Regions from separate parts of the Mus musculus genome. Here all the other regions are linked to region 4. Evidence: chromatin contacts called from public Hi-C and promoter capture Hi-C data. All regions are on one chromosome and are shown on one strand. The core of a region is the stretch at or near the end of the contact, and the rest is flanking DNA. Distances in the headings are between cores, read along the strand shown.

Region 1 (2,700 bases), core at 18-2,517, 2.4 Mb before region 4:
ACCCACATTTCAACCATCTGTAACCCCCAGACACTCAGGTGGTGCACGTTCATGTACATAAATAAATCAAAAAATGTATTTAAAAAATCACTAGTATACAACAGAGCTGCCTATTTAGTACGCCACAGTGCATGAAATATGTTCATTCCTGTTCGCCACTTATTTTACATTTTTATTAACCTGTTCCGTGTGGGGTGAATTAAGTGCTATGTCCTGTGTGTAGAGGTCAGAAAACAACCTACAGAAGTCAATTCTCTCTTTTCACCTGTATTTAAGTCCCAGGGATCGAACTCAGGTTAACACCAAGCGCCTCTGCCCACTGAACCATCTCCCTTGCTCGTTTATCTTAAAATCAGTGAGGTACAGAACCAGGTCAGTTTCTTATTGTCATTTATTTACTTATTATGTAGGGTAGGAGGACAGGTGCCAGCATGCAAATGTAGAAGTCAGAGGAAAACTCTTCTATCATGTGGGTCCTAGGAACTCAAGTCATTTTCTCAGGCTTGGTGGCAAGTGCTTCTGCCCACTACCCGCTTTACAGAATTTAGCGATTTCACACTTCTTATGGTGAGCAATGTGACGATGCCACCTCAGTAAAGAAAGGGCTCACAGGTCAAAGTTACAGAGCAGGGACCAGAATCCAGTTTTTTTTTTTTTTTCTCACTACCACGTACCCGACGCACCTGCTGCAAGCCAACCTGACCAAAAGTACAACCAACAAACACCAACATTTCAAGTACTTGAGTTGAAATATCTAAGCCAGGCGATGATGGTGCACGCCTTTAATCCCAGCACTTGAGAGGCAGAGGCAGATGGATCTCTTGTGAGTTCGAAGCCAGCCTGGTCTGCAGAGTGAATTCCAGACAACCAGGGCTACAGAGACCTGTTTTGACACCGAGGGGGGAAAAAAAGGAAAAGAAGGAAAAAAGAAATAAAGATATCTATCTACAGCTGCCAGCTGCAACCTGGTATTCTGTCTCCGCTTTGAGAACGGGGTAAACTTAACCCAGCCTCCAAATCCACTGACTGTCCCGGTAGTCAGAAAGGAACTGTTTTTTTTTTCTTCTTCTTCTTCTTACAGCTCCAGGGTCTCCTCCCGGGAACCAGGAAGGGCTCCTGCTACTTTAAGACGGAGAACAGTCGATTCGCGTTGCCTGGGCAGCGCCGCGGCGGTTGCCTAGCAACGTCAACAAACCACAGCGCCGTTGCGACTCCGTGCGCCCTCCCCCCCGGCCGCCCGCGCTGACGCAGTGACGCGGCAGCCTGTGGCACGCCGTTACCTAGCGACGGGAAGGTTGTTTGTCCCTGGCCAAGCGGCGCGACCGCGCACAGCAGCCAAGACCGGCCAGGGCAGACAGACGGCTCGACCCGGAGATGGCAGCGAGGGGACACCCGTATCCCCAAATTACCACTGTCTGCTTTCTGTTTGCGCCCCCTCCTCCCCGGAGTGCCTGTCCGTCCGGAGCCTCCCGCTCGCTGACTGTCTCCTTCCCCTCAAACCATAGCACTCAAAAACAGGAGCACAAAAAGAGGAGAGGTGGCCCTTCTCAAGCGTGTCACTGTGACCTCAGATCCTAAGTTTCTGGGTGTAGTGCTAGGTCAGGGGGATTCCCACCACCATTGGAGATGGTTGAGCAGTGTATGACCTGTGCACACGCACAGACCTAGAGCCACAGCCCTTGCCTGCCCTCCGTTCCCTCTCTCCCCTGTAGGTTTGCCTACCTGTCTCACTCCGCCAGTCTGAAGCATCCGGGCTCTGTCTGTGAAACAGTCCGCGAACTGGGAGGGTCTACCCACTGGCCCCAGCACCCCTCCTCCCAAGGCCCCCCATGCTGCTGCTTCATGTGACCAGGGCTGGGCCGAATCTCTGAGCAGACAGAGAGAAGCATGGTGTGACCGCATGAGTGGAGTGAGTTCTGGGGACAGTGCCCAGTTGTGCGATAGACAGCAGGTTCCAGAGGACCACTGTGCATGTGTGTGTGTTGTTGTATTTGGTTTGTGTTTGTGAGTATGTCTGTGTGTGTGTGTGTGTGAGAGAGAGAGAGAGAGAGACAGACAGACAGACAGAGACAGAGACAGAGACAGAGACAGAGAGAGTTGTGTGAGGACCACTGTGCATGTGTGTGTGTTGTGTGAATGTTTGTGAGTGTGTGTGTTGTTGTATTTGGTTTGTGTTTGTGAGTGTATCTGTGTGTGTGAGAGAGAGACAGAGAGACAGAGAGACAGAGAGGGAGAGACAGAGAGAGAGACAGACAGAGAGACAGACAGAGAGAGACAGAGAGAGACAGAGAGAGAGAGAGAGAGTTGTGTGAGGGCCTCCCAGGTGATCTGGGAAGCTTGTGAATGTGAAAGTGCCTGTGGGTGGCTTCACCTCTGGCAGAGGCATTCTGCCTCCTGTATATTAACTATGTGTGCTCAGACAATCCACTCAAAGATGCTCTGGGGCTGCAGCTGATAGAGCAGCTTACTTAGTGTGCACAAGGCCGTGGGTGCAAACACCCCAGAACTACAATCCCAGAACTCTCTCTGCGCACTGAACTCGACTTCCTCATTTGTTTCTTGTTTCTTTTTTTTGACGGAGTCTAACATTGTCCGGATTGCTTCAAACTTTATAGCGGAGGAAGATCGATGGCAATTCTTCTGCCTCCACCTTCTGAGTGCTAGGATTGCAGGCATGTACCCTCATGCCCAGTTGAGACA
Region 2 (2,700 bases), core at 183-2,682, 2.6 Mb before region 4:
GCCTATAAAATCAGGGAGGCAGCCGGGCGTGGTGGCACACGCCTTTAATCCCAGCACTTGGGAGGCAGAGGCAGGTGAATTTCTGAGTTGAGGCTAGCCTGGTCTACAGAGTGAGTTCCAGGACAGCCAGGGCTACACAGAGAAACCCTGTTTCGAACCCCCCCACCCCCACCCTCCCAAAAAATCAGGGAGGCTCCTGAGACCTGATGATCGGGCCACACTCCCACTAACTCTATTACCTCAGCTGTAGGGCCCCCAGTACGGACACAGTCGGTGGCAGCAGTTAGGAGCTACGAGGAGAGCCCTGGGCAAGCTCATATCTGTGCAGGCTCACAGAAAGCTATTTTAATCTCTTTATTAGAGTCAAGGTGACACAGAGCAGAGAGGAAGCAGGCTCCCTCCTTCCCAGAGCATGTGCCTCTGCACAAAGCAGCTTCTTCATGACCTCCCTAGGATGAGAAGGAAGACAATGGGAGGTGGATGGGAGTATGACACACAGGAAGGCACAAAGGAACACATAAGTGGTGGTAACTATTATTGATTACAATATTTCAGTGATCCCAGCGCCACCTTCCACATTACCGGGTGGGGTCTTTACTCATTACAGGGGCAAATCCATACTAAAAAACTCACTGTGTGCTGGGGTGTAGCGCGATCAGCACGCACTTTATCCAGCACACAGGCAGAGGGGACAGATGAGACCGGGTATGGTTGAGGGTGCATTTTCTAAGGAGGAAACGGAAGGATAGGAAGATTAAAGATGTTGAGTTGCATACTAAGTGGGTGGTGAGGCGAGCCCTCATCTGAGCCCAATAACAGCCAATTACCCTAATTATCAACGGCGCCCCAGGACGAGGCCTAGAACTGAGCGCCTTGACCCAAGTCATCTCGCTCCGCCTCAGCAATGACCTGCCATAAGGCTCGATCACACCCCACTTCTCCACCCCGAGGCCACGGCGTGCCGCTCACCCCCGAGCCTGGGTCCGGGTCCGGGGCCCACAGCTCCGCCACCATCTCGGTGTGCAGAAACTCGAATAGCACCGCGTCCGCCATACGCCGCCTCGCGACCCTCACGCCTGGCCAACGCTTCCGGCTCCCATTGGTCAGCTCGGGAGGTAGGCCCGATCTGATTGGTGATCCTATTTAGCTCCGCCTGCTTCTTGAAAGCCAGGAGGCGGGTCCACCGAGCCCCTTCCTTGGCCGCGCTGTTAACATCTTCCGCCCTTTCTTCGCTTCCCTCCCTGCTCCCGAGTCTTCGGACATCCAATTGGCTGAGTCTCTGATTCCTGTGAGGGTCCAAGATTAAAAAAAATAAATTTACGCGTCAAACGGAATTTTCCTAAATACATAAGCAAATAAATAAATAAACCCACACTACGGAAGCGACTTGTCTAACCGCTTTCCTATTGGCCATAACTCGGCTCACGTGACGCTGCGAGAGACCGGCTCACTTCCGCCAGGCAGCGGACCCCTTGGGCTCGGAGCCTCGGAGACCCGGTATGGCCTTCCTTCCGGGACTCTGGTGTCGGTGGCTCTTGTTAAGGGTCCCCTCGGGCGGCTGTCCTTTCTGTTTGCCCTGGTGCCTATTGCGGCCAAGTGCTCGCTGGCCAGGAGGACAGTGGAGGGTGTGGCCTGTGCTGGTGGGACTCTGGGAACTCTTGGTTACAAAGCTTTTAAAACTTACTTTATTATTGTCAGTATTATTTTGAGACAAGTTCTCACTATGTATGTAATGTTGGATGGCCTGGCACTATTGAGGATCAGGCTGATCTCGAACTCACAGAGATCTTCCTGCCTCTCCTCCGGTGCTGGGAATTAAAGTCATTATTATTATTTTATATTAGTTAATGTATATATACGCGTGCGTCTCTAGCACGCGTGTAGAGCTCAGAGGACAACTGTACGGGCCTCAGTTCGCTTCTTCCACCATGTGGGTCCCTGGGTTCGAACTCTTGGCGTCAGGTTTGATTGCAAGTGCCTTTTCCCAGCTGAGCCATCTCGTGTGACCTAGTTCTAAGGCTTTGCCTGGACGGTCCTTGATGTCCCCGGTGTGCACACAAATGATACAGAGGTGCACAATTCCAACCCATGTGTACACGAGGAAACTGAGGCCCAAGTCAGGACTCGCTGGGGATGGCGGTGAAGGGGCTGGGACTCGGGACCTCACGTCCGCTCAATTCCTCTTCTCCAGCTCCGTGCCATGGAGTCATCCCAGGGTCGGCGGAGAAGGCCGGGGACAGTGGTACCTGGGGAAGCTGCGGAGACCGACTCGGAGCTGTCTGCATCCTCGTCCGAGGAGGAACTATACCTGGGTCCCTCGGGCCCTACGCGCGGCCGTCCCACGGGGCTGCGTGTGGCCGGGGAGGCGGCGGAGACCGACTCGGAGCCTGAGCCCGAGCCCACGGTTGTGCCGGTCGACCTGCCCCCGCTCGTGGTGCAGCGCGATCCGGCGGAGACTTGGGGCACGGAGGAGACCCCTGCCATGGCGCCTGCGCGCTCGCTGCTGCAGCTCCGGTTGGCTGAGAGCCAGACGCGCCTGGACCACGACGTAGCGGCTGCGGTGAGCGGCGTGTACCGCCGTGCGGGTCGCGATGTGGCCGCCCTGGCGGGGAGGCTGGCGGCTGCTCAGGCCACCGGGCTGGCAGCCGCCCACAGCGTGCGCCTGGCGCGCGGGGACCTCTGCGCGCTCGCCGAGCGCCT
Region 3 (2,718 bases), core at 178-2,677, 2.3 Mb before region 4:
CCCAAAATTTCCACTGCAAGACCTTTGGCCCAGGCAGAAGCTCCACCAAAACCCAAAATGACCAAGAATCTTATTAAACACACATGTGGAGGAGAAAAGTCAAGGGTCCCCTTAGTGCCTATGTTCCACCCTTGGAGCCAACAATGTCCCTCAGTGGTCTGGTGAGATTCTCCTCACCCTTCAGTCTCAGTTGGAATATTCCCTCTACCCGGAAGTGCTCTTTGTACTCTATGTCAGGTCAGGTACCTAGTGGGCTCTGCCATCCCATCTAGATTGTCACTGTATGAGTCTTGGTTCGACAGACTGGTACTGGCGTAGATAGACCCTGTTGTTTTATAAGCAGGGTCAGCTCAAAACAAACACTCATCATATCATTTATAAGCTACATGGGGCGTTGGACAAACATGAACGGTAGTTCTCGGTAAATTACAAAGACTTCCCCCTCGTCTCTGCTTTACAGAGATCAGTCTTTTCTAGGAGCACACATCTGGTGCGTTTGCGAAGCAAGTGAGGTCTTTGCTCAGGAGACTCCCTTGGCTCACCCGGCTGCTCTAAACTCGAGTCTGCCTACAGTTCCTGACATAATGCGGACATATTAGGACCGTATCTTTCCCAGTGTCGGGCTAAGAAGCCTGCACGGTGCGGCTACCGAACGAAAAGGATCGGTGTGAGGAAACTCATAAATAAACGGAAGGACGCCCATTCTGGGTTCATCCTTTTGCCAGGTCGCAAGATTCCAACACTATCACGACCCTAACTCAGTGTAAAACTAACGCACAAGCTCTGTGCTCTAAACCCAGGGTGATACGCAAATCACCCACAGGGCCGAAGGGAAACTGAGGGACAAACTGGGGTTTCTGTAGTCAAGTGTCTCTCTTAAGGATGGCTCCGAAGCGGATCGCTAAGGGGACTTCTTCTCGGTCCCGCCCCTAACTTCTGACAATAAGCTCCACCCTGGTGTTTCTCACACCTCATCCTATTGGCTGGTGTAGACGTCAACCGCCAGAAGCCCTCTTCTCTATTGGCTTGCATTCCAAACTCGCGCGGTGACGCCCCTGACTGCTCTCCCTTCTTCCCTATTGGGTCAGTGACACGCCCCTCTAGCAGAAGCCATCCTCATTGGCTATAGCGTTTTGCCGGTTCGCGCCGGGATTGGTCAAGCACAGACGCCGTTCCCCTGAACTAGAAAGATCGGGAATGGAAGGGCTAGAGGCCTTGGGGTGAGACTCACGCTGGGCTGGCGGTAGGCAGATGTAGGTCTTGAAGAACTCGCTGCGGCGGGCAGCATCCTTGATACGGTTGGCCAGCGGCTTGCTAACCTGCCGGATGCCCAAGTAGAACAGCTTCGCCATGGGGAACGCGCCCACCACCATCTCGGCGGCCGCCCTGGGGCACGCGCAACCTTGCTGACTGGGCGGGGCGCCGCCGACCTCGCCGTTCCTCCCCCACCCGCCCGTGGGCCGTGCGTGCTTGCGTAAGGAAGGACTTGCCTACGTGCCTACGTAGGAGCGTGCGTTTGCACGCTCGCGGCGGAGGTGGTGGGGAGGGTGTTTGTCTGCTGGGGGGGGGGCGGGCGCTCGTGACGTCGCCGCGTCGACGCCTCGACGTCCGTACGTTGGGTATGCAAATGTGCGGCGGAAGTGAAGCGTCAGAGGGCGGTGCCGTTAAACGGCCGCTCGTGGGAGCGTGGCCGGAGCCCTAGTCCCGACGTACTGACGTCACCGCGTCTTGCGTGATGTCACGTACTGAGTCGATTTCCCTGCCCATAGGAGGCGCCTGGTGAGTCCCAATTAAGTCTAAAGAGTCGGGGTGCGCCTTCCCGGCGGTTAGTGCCCTCGCCGGGGAGGGGAGCGAGTCAGCGCGTAGTCATACAGACCTGCCGCTTTACTCACTCTCTGAAGTTGGAGGAGTGACTCAACCCTTCAGGAAATCGGTTCGTTCTTTTTTTGTTGTTGTTTTTTTTCCCCTAATTGTTTTTAAAAGCCGGTCTCGTGTAACCCAGCCTGGCTCCGAACTCAATGTGTAGCCTACGCTGTCCTTGGAACTCCTGATCCTCCTGTGTCTGTGCCGCAGTGCGGTGCTGGGATCACAGCCCTGCGCTACACGGCCCAGCATTGATGTCAGCATCCCCGTGAGCAAAATGTCACACATAACAGTACCTGTCTTGTGTTTTCTGTGTTGTGAGGCTTGTGTCTCTGAACCCCAAGGCATTTCCCATCTTAGGAGGGGGGCTCCACCACTGAGCAAAAGACTCCAGCTCCTCCCAGGGGGGAGGGGGTTAGGCGGTGACTCTATCGCTGCGCCATGCTCACTGAGTGGCTCTACTAGTCAGCTTTGTGTGTGAATCCTGAATGTAAAACACAGGAAGTAACTACATGTAGAGCATGTCCCGCAAAGCCCAAATGTGCACTACAGCTAATCCATCCTTTTCCCAAGTAACCGAGTGAAAGACTGAGGGTCCCATAAGAACGGGGTGACACGGGGCTTCTCAGCCACCACATTGCCTAATATCACTGGTTCTCAAGCAGCCTGACTTCCTCCTTTGGAGGGTAAGGGTCCCCAGGGAGCTGGCTCAGGAAGGAACTTTAAGGACATGTCCCAGACTGTCCTCCCTTACCCAGCAGGGAGCAAAATCATATAAACAAAGTCAAGACTTAGTTGAGAGAAATTCCTGGATGGTGGCGTGAGGATGGGTAGTTGGGGACGGGAAGGGACCGG
Region 4 (2,700 bases), core at 154-2,653:
CTCCCAGTCTCTCCCTCCCCACCAAAAAAAAAAAAAAAAAGTTTTCTGACCCTAGAAGTTCTCTCTCTCTCTCTCTCCCCCCACCCCCCTTCTCTGTCAGTTCTTGCCCTGGAGTGTCGATGCATGCCTTTGATTCTGAAGGCCAACCAGGGCTCAGGGCTACACAGTCTCAATAAATAAATAAATAAATAAATAAATAAATAAATAAAGGAAGGAAGAAAATGCCAACTCCCATCCTATACGAGGGCTCTGTACAGTAATGTACAGTATATACACTATGGTATACAATACAGTTGTCTCAGGTGCCCTTAGCAACAGTTCTTTTTCTTTCTGTGCCTGGAATCCCTAGAATAAGAAGTGAGTCACACTGTCTAGGTGACAAGAGAATGGTTGAGAAGTGTGATGTCACCAGCACAGCCCGGCACCAGATCTGTGCAGACAGCAGTGCCCAATTCATGTTTAATTGGCTGAATGAGTGAATGAATGAATGAATGAATGAAAACATTCTGCATCCAGAGATTGTTCTGGGTACAGATCCTGAGATCAAGAGTCAAGTCCAGATCCCCACATGTTGCTTTTGTGCGTGTTTTAGATTTGTGTTTGTTTGTTTGTTTGAACTTATTTATACAGCGCGCATGTGGAAGTCCGAGGACAATTCTTTGTGGAAGTCTGTTCTCCAAACCACCACGTGAGTTCCGGTGATCGAACTCACAGTTTCTAGCTTGCCTGCAAGCGCCTTCACCCACTCAGCCATCCCAGCAAATTGTACGCGTAGAGGGTGGAACCTTCAGGAGACCAGCGGAACCTTGAAGAGCCAACCACTGTGAAGAGCCGGTTCAGGCCAGGCTCCTAGACCCCACGATTTTGGATTAAACCATCTTGTATCTGCTCAAAGGGAGAGAGAAGAAAGTCCTTCTGCTTCTTCCCCCAACCCATTTTTATTTCCGAGCCATAGAGACAACGTATTTGCTTCTCCAACATCCACCCTGTTTCCGTCTTAGCCCCTCTATTCCTCGCGGCTCCACAGAGCCACACAGGTCGTGCTGCCCCCCGCACACCGCGCGGTGGCTCGCCCCAGTTTGACGCATTGCAGGGAAGGCCGGACCAATCGGAGTTGCGTTCTCATTTCCGCCACGAGGCGGGTCCAATAGCGGCGTGGCTCACACAGAGACGTGTCACTCTCCGTAAACCGGTGCCCTTCCGCCAGAGAGGAAAGCGGAGCGGATGCAAGGGGCCGAGAGCGCCGAGAGCGAAAGTAGTCCCCGCGGTGGGGAACGCGCGTGCGCGTGCCCGTGCGGCAGCAGATTCGCTGGGCTCTGTGGAAGGGGCGAGCCGCACGAGCCTGACGCGAAGGGATCCGTAGGAAGCCGCAGTGCAGCGGGAGCGCGCGAGCCGTCTGGGGCGGGGCCGGGCGAGGCGGGGCGCGCGCGGCGGCCGTTGAGGGACCGTTGGGGCGGGCGGCGGCGGCGGTGGCGCGCGCTGCGGGCAAAGAGTGTGGAGGCGCGGACGCGCGGCGGAGCTCGAGCTGCTGCAGCTGCTGCCGCCGCCAGAGTAACCTCGATCCCCGAGCTCCGGATACCGGTGCCTCGCCATGGTGAGTGAGGCGGCTGAAGTCGGGTGGAGACCCCCCCATCCCGGAGATGGCGAGCGAACCCTGGGAGGGAGAGGCCGGGCCCCTCGGGACCTCCCATGCGGCCCTTGGGACTTCTAGAAGCGGTTTTAGCAGCAGATGGAATTGGTAGGACCCCCAAACAGACAGTCTGAGGCTTCAAATGAGGAGCTCCAGGACATCCCCACCCCCGCCACCTCCCAGGCAGCATTCGGATCCCTCTCCGGGCGATTGGTTTTAGAATCACATCTACCCGGTCCCCGGGAGGAGGAAATAGGAAACGCCGGCGATGAAGGCTTTGGGTCCTGGAGGAATGCAGGAGGCTGCTCCTAGAGGGGTGGCTGTGGGTAGCGGAGAGGGGGACCGGTCGGTTCCTAGGGAGTGTTCTGCAGAGAGGATAGATGGGGATCCTGGGTCACTTGTGCACTGTAGACCCCGGTGGGGGAGGGGTCTCCAAGGACAAGCATTGCCAAGAGGAGGAGGAAGAGGAGAAGGGTCAGGTGCAGGCTGAGGTAAGGAGGAGCCCGAGGTGGGTGGCAGCAGAGGCTAGAAGATGCTCTTGGAGCCTGTGAGGACCCAGAAGGGGACTGAGGAGAGTTGGGGGTCGCAGAAATGTTTTTAAAGGAGTGGGGATGTGATCACGGGTAGTGTGGGGAACCAGGGAGCCTTGTGGAGAACTTGGTTGGGGGTAGCTAGGAAGGATTCTGAGGTCTAGGTTGTTGCACTAGAAAGAGAGGTTGGGGTTTGTAAGGCGTGTTTTGTTTGGGTCAGAGAAAAAACGGGGTTTCCAAGGTGAGGGCTAGGGAAGGACTTGAGTTTGGGTGGTGGGGGTGAGGTTGGACAGCCTTCTAGAGAAGTGTAGGAGACAATGAATGGTGGCTGAGGTAGGACTAGGTTTAGAGGTGGGTGTCTCCGGGGAAAGGTCCCGACACAAAGGCTGATGACTCGGGCTTGGTCATGGGCTGCAGCAGAGGACCTGAAGGAGTAGCTGTGTGCTCCCTTTGCCTTGGCAAGAATGGGGCTGGGCCAGGCTGAAGGCACTGAGGCAGTGGGAGCAGGTGGGCGGAGTTGTTCAGGGCCCTATTGCGCAC
Region 5 (2,700 bases), core at 15-2,514, 2.4 Mb before region 4:
TCCCCCACCAGCTTCGTAATCCCCCTACATAAGGGCTCAGAGGTGGAGAGACAGTGGGAGGTGCGTGCCTGCCCCTGCCCTCTCCCTGGCTCAAGGACAGACAGACACCTCCAGAATTAGCCTCCCTCCCTCCCTTATCTCCCATAATACCTCAGGTCAGACAGATGGAAGTGGAGGCAACATGCCTCACCTCTGGGTCACAAGGAGCCCCACCCCAGGAGGAAGAAGGTTAATTAGAAAAGCTGGTGGCAGTGAAGGAATTCCTTCCACACACAGACAGCTGTCACAAGAGCGAAGGAGACGTCCAATTCAACTGCCTGTATGGCCCGCCAGCCTGTTTACCACTTCCATTCTCTGTAACGCATAACGCAGCAGTACACGGCCACAGAAGCCTACCAGATCCAGCCCTGCAGTCCTGTTATTCTGCCCTGGGCTCTAGAATGACTTTACCAAACACCACCTATTTCCCATCCCGTGGGGGCAATAAGAGGTCTGACTCCCGCTTCCGCTAGGGGGCGCTCCTGGGCGAATGTGACTCCTCTGGTTAGGCAGGTCTGACGCCCCAGCTAATGACATGTTGGGGTTCGCTCAGCGGCACAGAAGAGGTTGGAGAGCTGCCCCGGCTTCTCACTCCCTGCCCCCATCCCAAAACCAGAAGGTGGGGTGTAGCGCACACAGCCTCCTGAGAAACCCACGCCCCTCGTGCTTGTCCCACTCTTTTCGAAGACCAGGATCCACTAGTCCAGTGCCACTAATTTTACTCAAACACCTAGTGGTTCGGTGCTGAAGGCAGCTGGAGGGTGACCGGGCGCCGGACCATTCTAGAACGTCCTGATCTCCCACATCTGCCCCAAATACAGAGACCCGGGACCTCAACAGCACCCTAAGACACTTCCAAGGGTCCCCAATTAAAGTATTCAAAAAATTCCAGCTCCAATAACTCCCCAGGACCAAGGGCTCCGAGCACCACTAAGAGCAGATGTCCAAACCCCCTATCCATCTGCCCAGTAAAGTCGGCACCCCAGTTCCTTCTTTCCAGGGATCCAGGCGTGAGCTCCCCACACTATTCCCCTGGACTTAAGGTCCGAGTTTCCAATAAGTCTTCCCAGGAACGCGGTATCCGGTTCTGGGGTGGCTGGACCCTGGGTGGGGGTGGAACTCACGCGTCGGGGCAGATCCTGGCACCGGGGGGCTTTTCCTCGGGCTCCGGCTCCGGCTCCAGCGGCGGGGAGCGGAGGACGGGGCGGGGCAGTCGCCTGGGAACAGGTTAGACGACGTGACTCTGACTGGAGGGAGGCGTGTCCCTCGGAGGAGGGGGAACTGCGGTTGCCTGGAGCACCTTGGGATTTGTAGTCCCGAATGGGCGAGGCGCCGCCAGGGACACTTCCATTTGGAGTCAGACGCGATCCATTTGACAGTCAGCCAGAGCTAGGTCCAGAAGATCATGGACGTCCTGGACGGCGAAATGCACAAGAATTTAGACCCTCACCTCACTATGGGTACAAGGGAAGAACCCCTGAGCCCTTTCCCACTCCTCCAGGCTCAGTGTCCCCTTGCCTGAGTGAAGATTTGGACACTTAAGGAGGAGATGGGAGGCGCGGAGAAATTCACACGACCAATACTATGGCGAGAAAAGGACCCACCTTAATCAGGACTCCAAGCCCCGGGTTATCTGTCTAAATAAAACAAAAAATAAAAATAAGGGGCCTCTAATCCTAGTACTTAAGAAGCAGAGACAGGCGCACCTCTGAAAGTTCAAGGCCATCCTGATCTACACAGCGAATTCCGAGCCAGCCTGGACTACATAAAGAGACCCTGTCTCAAAAAAACAAAACAAAACATCACAGCATTGGCGATTTACTGGCGTGCCTAGCAACAAGCTGAACTACAATCCCCAGCAGACTCCTGACCGACGTCCATCGCCAGCCACCTTCGAGTTATCTGGGAATTGGAGTTTTGAAGCCCACAAAGGGCGAGCCCCAGAGTTTCTCGCCCACGCGCGAGGGTGGACACATAGTCTGGAGATTCCTGGCGGAGGGAACACTCCTTCGTAGCCTTGGTGACCTCTGTTCTCAAAAGCCTCAGAAGAAGGGGGGAGCATCCCAATGCTGGAGGAGTCTCCAAAATCTCCGCAGAAGGGGCGGGCAGCGACGCTGACACACCGGCCAGGAATGCAGTCGAGTCTCCCTGTCTCGCCACCGTCCCGCGGCTCCACCCGCCACCCCATGCGCTGCAGTCCTGCTGGGAGGGGGCGTGGGCACGTCCCCCAAATCCCACGTGCACGCGCCGCTGTTTACTTGGGCCGCGGAGCAGACAGGGACCGACCAGCTGCACCTCTACCTGCCTCGGAACCGTGAGGAATACTTCCCATTCCGGACACTAAGTCCACGAGGACATCTACAAGTCTTCCCTGACACTAACCCTCACCCCGTTTCAAGCCAGGCTCTGGGGCTCTGGGGTCCGAGGCTCCTCCCATGACTCTGCAGACTCCTCCCCCTCAGTTTCCCGCTTCCCCTAGACTTCAGAAGCTCCGCCTCTGATTGCTATTAAAATGCTCCGTTCGTACACTTTTCTCTATTTTCCGACCTGGTTCAGTTAAATCTTCCACGTTCGCTGCACCAGGGACTTCCGAAGATACACTCTAGCTTTAAAAGTACAATCGTGACAACCAGAATTCTTACCTAGCTTTTGCAAGAATGC
Region 6 (2,700 bases), core at 96-2,595, 2.3 Mb before region 4:
CCGGAGAGTGAAACAAAAGGTCATTCTAGGCTAGCAATGGACCCTGATCTCAAAATAAAACAAACGAATTAAATAATGTCCAGAGTCAGCAACGGTTTGGTAGTTGGTAAGGGTGTCTGCCATGGAAGCCTGCTTACCGAAGTTCCATCCTCAGAACTGGAAGAAGCCCACTCTAGAGTTGCCCCAAGCTTGACTGACACACACACACATAATAATAATAACAATAATAATAATAATAAAATAATAATAATAAATGACTGACACACACTAATAATAATAACAACAACAACAAAACAAAAACCAGTGTCCAGAAGATCCTGGAAAGTGGGCATGAGTGAAAAGGCTGCCCTGGTTGGAAGGTGGGGCAGGGTTAGGGTCACAAGGTGGCCACAGAGTATAAAACCCCAAGCACTCATGCACATAAAATAAAAACAAATCTTTTGAGGAGGGTGTCGAGACAGGGTTTTTCTGTGTAGCCCTGGCTGACCTAGAACTCAGTCTGTAGACCAGGCTGACCTTGAACTCACAGAACTTGAACTCACCTGCCTCTACCCCCCGAGTGCTGGGATTAAAAATGTGTACCGACACTGCCTGGCATATATTAATCTTTGAAAAAAATTACAAAACTGTGTCCTCAAGTAAATTTTAGAGATAGTCCTCTGTTTACTATCTTAGTCTATCGGTGTATAACTGGGTGTGCATGGTTAAAACCAGACATTCTGGGGCTGGAGAGATGGCTCAGATGTTAAGAGCACATACTGCTTTTGCTAGGGACCTGAGTCCAGTTCCCAGATCTCATGTCTCACTACTGCCTGCAGTCCAGCTCCATGGGATCTGATGCCCTCCTCTGTCCTCCATGACACTAGAACACACATGGCACACACGGACACATGCGCATAAACACAAATCAAAAATTTTAATCATACCTTATGGGATGGGATATGCGTAGTAGAAAAAAATGAATATGTAACCCATCAACCAAAATAAGAGAACTGCTCTCTGTCAACCACTCAGCAACTAAATTTCTCTTGAACCCTATAAAAGGAAGCTCTGAAAAGGAACTGAGTCCTGTAAGTGTGCTCCCTCCTCAGTGGCTGTGGGTCTTCACAGTGGGCCTCCCTAAGCTGCACCAGCACTCTGCTCTGTTGTCATTTACAAACCCACTTGAGCCGTATTTTCAGTTCTTTGGAGTGTGTGCTGAGACAAGGTCTTACCTCGAACCCCTGGCCTGGAACTAACAAACGCCCAACTGTCTCTGCCTGCCAAATGCTGGAGGACTGAGGGCCAAACCCATTCAGGGCTGGGTGAATACCGGAAGAGCTTGCTGTCCACTGCAGTTGTTCCCTGGGGCCCTCATCTGACTTGGAAGCTTGTGTTTTTCCTCAACGGCTGTTTCTCAGTAGGTCATGGACACACTGGCTGTCCCTGAGGCTCAGGCCTGTGTTCCCATGATGTCTTCCCACCACCTCACCTCTTTCCTCAACTCTTTATTATTTTTCCTTTTGAGCTAAGGGCTTACTGTATAAACCAGGTTGGCCTGGAACTCAGAGATCCTCCTGCTTCTTCCTCCCAAGTGCTGTGATTAAAGGTGTTCTCCGCCCCTGGCTGGATTCTATCTTCTATTTGTTTCTCCCTTAGGACCTGGGAATATCGCTTTTGTGAGAAGATGCATGTACCCATCTGGAGGCCTGCCTTTTGCTCTGAGATCCCTGGAGACAAGCTTGAGGAGTCTGGAATGTCTGACCTCATGTTCTATATTCAGGCAGTTTGAATCTAGATTTGCTGGACTATATCCCTAAGTACTTTTCTCAAAAAGGGTGTTTGGTAAAATGTTTTGAATCCTTTCTTGGGTTGTCAAGGCTTTGGGTTTTTTTTTTTTTTTTTTTTTTTTTGGTTTTCGAGACAGGGTTTCTCTGTATAGCCCTGGCTGTCCTGGAGCTCACTATGTAGACCAGGCTGGCCTCGAACTCAGAATTACACCTGCCTCTGCCTCCGGAGTGCTGGGATTAAAGGCGTGTGCCACCACGCCCGGCTTCTTTTATTTATCTTTACAATGTATTTATGATTAGTATGTGTGTGTCCAATGTTCCAGTTGGAGAATGTAGAAGTCAGAGGACAACTTTTGGGCGTCAGCTCTCTTCTACCTGCTGAACCATCAGTTCAGCCAGCCTCACTCACTGAAGCTTATATTTGTCTTTGATATTTTATGTGTGTGTGTCCATGTAGAGAGGTCAGAGGGCAACTTGCAGGGAGTCTGTTCTCTTCTTTAACCCTCTGCATCCAGGGACTGAACTCAGGTCTGCAGGCTTGGCGACAGGCATTGTACCCTTGAAGTTATATGGCTCCCCTCATTTGATTTTGTTTTTTTTAAGATTGATTTATTTATTATGAGTACACTGCAGCTGTCTTCAGACACACCAAAAGAGGGCATCGGATCCCACTACAGATGGCTGTGAGCCACCATGGGGTTGCTGGGAATTGAACGCAGGACCTCTGGAGTGCAGTCAGTGCTCTATACCTGCCAGCTATAGTTTTTAATCATAGTTCCTGATTTTAGCTGACCTCCCCGTGCTGGCCACTGAAACTCTGTCTTAGTGCCTCTGGCTGGCCATAAAGAAATTCTATGATGTTCCTTGTGCAATAGCAGGTCAAAGGACTCTACTCCAGAGGGGCCCTGCTCCCTGCCCTGGAAGGAAGGAT
Region 7 (2,714 bases), core at 72-2,571, 2.6 Mb before region 4:
TTGTCACTAGAAATCTTTCAGTACATGATATCTGGAAGCAGTTCCTAGCTAAGCACAGTGACCCAAGTCTGTAATCCCAGCATTTGGTGTGGGGAAGGGGGTGTAGAGGCAGGAGGAGCCAGAGATAAAGCCTGTCTTTCCTACATGGCAAGTCAGCGGGCAGCCTGGATTACATGAGAACCAGTAAAACCAAACAAAACCCAACCCTCCCCCCCCAAACAAAGCCCACTTAATGCCTTTTGGAGTTCAGAATGTAACTGAAGGTTTGCATTAATTATAGGGGCTTTTGGTACTTCTCAGTCTCCAAAGTGTGCTAACCCCCAACTGTGAAGAGGAAAGCAGCTACCCTTAGCAGTGGTCTCAGTTATCAGTTCACACTGGAGCCTCCCTCCAGTTCCAGCCTAGCTCTCTACTTGGCAATGCTGTGCTCGACCCTCCTCAAATCCCGTTCTGTGGTTTCAGTCCCTGTGCCAGTGGGCTTTAATGAGCTGAGAAGGAAAAGCGAAAGTGCCCAGATGAATCCTGAGCTTTGGAATCGACCCCTTGGAGGTGTGGCTTAGGCTCGCTCAGGTTTGGTCAGCTGGTTCATCCCGAGCCTTTGGAATTCCTGCTCCCAGTTTTTGTTTTGTTTTGTTTTTATAGCAGGTTCATGAATACCTAGCAGACTCGTCTAATATTGTAATTTACATTTGATACAATTTTGACGAAAATTGTGCTAAAGTGTGCTCTTCTGTCGCTTCTGTCACTTGTACGTACTCATCCGATATTCAGCTTGGCTCTCAGCTCTCAGCACCTCCATCACTTTATCCTGCTCCCAGTACTTGGCTTAGCCCCACCAGGGTCTCCTGCTGTAGCACCTGCTTGTCTGAGGCTCCCTTTGTAATCCAGCCTAGCCTCGAATTCGCAACCTCCTCCTTCAGCCTCTCCAAGGCTCGGTTCACAAGGCGAGTCACTACCATGTCCAGCAAGTGGTTTTTTAATTAATATCTGATCCGTATTTTATATTTTAAGTTACTCATTTCTTGTAGACGCGTAGAAATCAGAGGACAATTTTGTGGAGGCGATTCTTCTATTTTTACGAACTCAGACGGCTTTAGCCGCTGACAGCCCTCTCGCAGGCCGCGGTTATAGGATTTGTATTGAATCCTTTCCCGAATTACTTGGGCTTGTGACGAATGTGCGGGAGCCTGACTGTTGACAGCTTGGCTTGTGGGGGGCGGGAGGGGGCGGCTAGAACTCGCGCATGCGCGGCGCTCCGGGAGACAGCGTTCATAGGCCCCGCCTCTGTGTTCTGCAGTTTGGCTCTGCAGATTCGCCGGTCACGTTTCTTTTTTCCGCGGAGCTTACTGTTCTTTGTTCCGGTCTTCCTGTCGTCCTCGACACGGTTTTTTTTCAGAGCAAAAGCTTGAGTCGGTGCTATGCTTTTCTCGGTACGCAGCGGGCCCTTCGGCTTGTAGCGAAAGTGTGGCTGCGGAAGAGCAGGTACTCGCGGAGCTCGGCGGAGGCGCGTTGGGGCTCCCGGCGACTGCGACGACGACGACGACGACGACGACGAACGGAGCGGACGGAGGCGGCGCTTGAGGCAGCGGCGAAGCCCATGCCCCGGAACGGCGGGAGGACCCGGAGAGACGAGTCCGGGGCCCGGGGCATGTCCCCGGGGCCCCCGTGAGGAGGAGGAGGCGGCGGCGATGGAGATCCCGCCGCAGGAGGCTCCGCCCGGGCCGGGCGCGGACGCCGACGCGGACGCGGAGGCCGAGACCGAGGAGGCCTCCGCCGAAGCTGAGTCTCCTACCGGGACCTCGCCCCCGGCCGATGGCCGCCTTAAGGCTGCTGCCAAGCGTGTCACGTTCCCATCTGACGAGGACATCGTGTCTGGAGCGGTGGAGCCCAAAGACCCCTGGAGACACGGTAGCTTTGGCGAGGGTTGCGGGGGAGAGCCTAGAGGCGGGTGGGACCGCCATAGGGCCGACCCCCACGGAGGTGGCCCGCGGCAAATGGTACTTATTGGTGATTTCAACGGTGCCTAGGTTAGAGCTGGAGGCAGAGAGGGGTTGGCGGGAGAGCTGGAAAGGTCCACAGGACTGGGTTTTCAAAGCCTAACCTTGTTTGGGAGTTTGGGAGGCTGGCAGCCAGCCTTTGAGTTCATGGTACACTCAGGGATAGATGAAGAGAGCCTGGTTATAGTATTGGGGGAAAGGTAAGTGCCTGAGTCCACGGGATGGTGAGAGCGAAGCAGCTGGTCTGTAAACCAGGAGGCAAAGCGTAGCCGGCTATGGCCATTGCTCTTTTGGCTGAAACGAGGACGGAAATAAACCCAGACTGTACAGAAGTTTGTAAACCCTCCGACTGGGAAAGGAGGGTCAGAGGCAGCAGGTAGTAAAGCAGAGGACGAGGTGGCCAGTTTGCCTGTGTGCGAGGAATTCCGCAGTAAGGTTCGGCAGCAGAACGCGGAGCCCGCTTTTACCAGGGTTTACCTGGGGAAGGACTCGGCAGTATTCCCTACTCAACAGAAGGTGACTTACATGTTGGGAGATGGGAAGATCTAAGATCTAGGCCTGTTGGTGGGGAGGTGGAACTGGACGGGCACTTGGAGGAGTGCATTGGCTTTGATGGCTTTGAAAGGGAAAAGGTTGCTGGGGAGATGGACACAGGCTAATCCCATTTCTGAGCTGAATTGTGTTTTGCTTGGGTGGAGCCTGTGAAGTGAGGTCACC

What was found. Promoter capture Hi-C pulls out the DNA fragments that hold promoters and counts their contacts. Hi-C and Micro-C count contacts between places; a contact is called where the count stands out from the background.
Region 1: a Hi-C map of B cells shows a contact between it and region 4, with 6 read pairs. The contact joins the enhancer-like site here to the promoter of Calm3 in region 4. A contact is called at or near these places in 4 of 39 promoter capture datasets (cranial neural crest, hippocampal neurons, liver and 1 more), 1 of 484 Hi-C or Micro-C datasets (B cells) and 3 of 115 datasets of contacts at active chromatin or transcription factors (embryonic forebrain, embryonic stem cells and large pre-B cells).
Region 2: a promoter capture Hi-C map of cranial neural crest shows a contact between it and region 4. The contact joins the promoter of Bloc1s3 here to the promoter of Calm3 in region 4. A contact is called at or near these places in 1 of 39 promoter capture datasets (cranial neural crest) and 1 of 115 datasets of contacts at active chromatin or transcription factors (astrocytes).
Region 3: a promoter capture Hi-C map of embryonic stem cells shows a contact between it and region 4, with 5 times the contacts expected there. The contact joins the promoter of Opa3 here to the promoter of Calm3 in region 4. A contact is called at or near these places in 2 of 39 promoter capture datasets (embryonic stem cells and erythroid cells) and 1 of 115 datasets of contacts at active chromatin or transcription factors (astrocytes).
Region 5: a contact with region 4 is called in a promoter capture Hi-C map of pre-B cells, with 2.3 times the contacts expected there. The contact joins the promoter of Ppp1r13l here to the promoter of Calm3 in region 4. A contact is called at or near these places in 4 of 39 promoter capture datasets (cranial neural crest, hippocampal neurons, pre-B cells and 1 more), 5 of 115 datasets of contacts at active chromatin or transcription factors (embryonic forebrain, embryonic hindbrain, forebrain and 2 more) and 1 of 9 other capture datasets (adipose tissue).
Region 6: a promoter capture Hi-C map of 3T3-L1-derived adipocytes shows a contact between it and region 4, with 4 times the contacts expected there. The contact joins the enhancer-like site here to the promoter of Calm3 in region 4. A contact is called at or near these places in 5 of 39 promoter capture datasets (3T3-L1-derived adipocytes, cranial neural crest, embryonic stem cells and 1 more) and 1 of 115 datasets of contacts at active chromatin or transcription factors (large pre-B cells).
Region 7: a promoter capture Hi-C map of hippocampal neurons shows a contact between it and region 4, with 3 times the contacts expected there. The contact joins the promoter of Ppp1r37 here to the promoter of Calm3 in region 4. A contact is called at or near these places in 3 of 39 promoter capture datasets (cranial neural crest, embryonic stem cells and hippocampal neurons) and 3 of 115 datasets of contacts at active chromatin or transcription factors (astrocytes, embryonic hindbrain and embryonic stem cells).

Annotation. Positions count from the first base shown.
Region 1 is chr7:19,318,673-19,321,372 of GRCm38.p6, reverse strand. No RefSeq gene overlaps it. Among named protein-coding and RNA genes, the nearest start is that of Fosb, 10 kb to the right of the region's middle. RefSeq lists an enhancer at 1,107-1,966. Within about 2 kb of position 1,267, at least 330 of the 459 cell types and tissues checked have an H3K27ac peak or open chromatin away from gene starts, as enhancers often do. A contact at or near this core is called in B cells and hippocampal neurons, where this site is marked.
Region 2 is chr7:19,507,102-19,509,801 of GRCm38.p6, reverse strand. Bloc1s3 (biogenesis of lysosomal organelles complex-1, subunit 3) reads left to right here and starts at 1,432. Exons shown (of 2, transcript NM_177692.4): 1 at 1,432-1,497; 2 at 2,192-2,700. The coding sequence starts at 2,201. It overlaps Trappc6a (trafficking protein particle complex 6A), which reads right to left and starts at 1,132. Exons shown (of 6, transcript NM_025960.4): 1 at 970-1,132. The coding sequence starts at 1,053.
Region 3 is chr7:19,227,098-19,229,815 of GRCm38.p6, reverse strand. It overlaps Opa3 (optic atrophy 3), which reads right to left and starts at 1,427. Exons shown (of 2, transcript NM_207525.3): 1 at 1,232-1,427. The coding sequence starts at 1,373.
Region 4 is chr7:16,922,735-16,925,434 of GRCm38.p6, reverse strand. It overlaps Calm3 (calmodulin 3), which reads left to right and starts at 1,403. Exons shown (of 6, transcript NM_007590.3): 1 at 1,403-1,594. The coding sequence starts at 1,592. Gm45972 (predicted gene, 45972) reads right to left here. Exons shown (of 3, transcript NR_165470.1): 3 at 917-1,995.
Region 5 is chr7:19,359,780-19,362,479 of GRCm38.p6, reverse strand. It overlaps Ppp1r13l (protein phosphatase 1, regulatory subunit 13 like), which reads right to left and starts at 1,264. Exons shown (of 13, transcript NM_001010836.3): 1 at 1,164-1,264.
Region 6 is chr7:19,252,231-19,254,930 of GRCm38.p6, reverse strand. The region is part of intron 1 of Gm38499 (predicted gene, 38499); the gene reads right to left. Among named protein-coding and RNA genes, the nearest start is that of Gm38499, 4.1 kb to the right of the region's middle. Within about 2 kb of position 1,345, at least 20 of the 459 cell types and tissues checked have an H3K27ac peak or open chromatin away from gene starts, as enhancers often do. A contact at or near this core is called in 3T3-L1-derived adipocytes, where this site is marked.
Region 7 is chr7:19,561,005-19,563,718 of GRCm38.p6, reverse strand. Ppp1r37 (protein phosphatase 1, regulatory subunit 37) reads left to right here and starts at 1,321. Exons shown (of 13, transcript NM_199149.3): 1 at 1,321-1,908. The coding sequence starts at 1,689.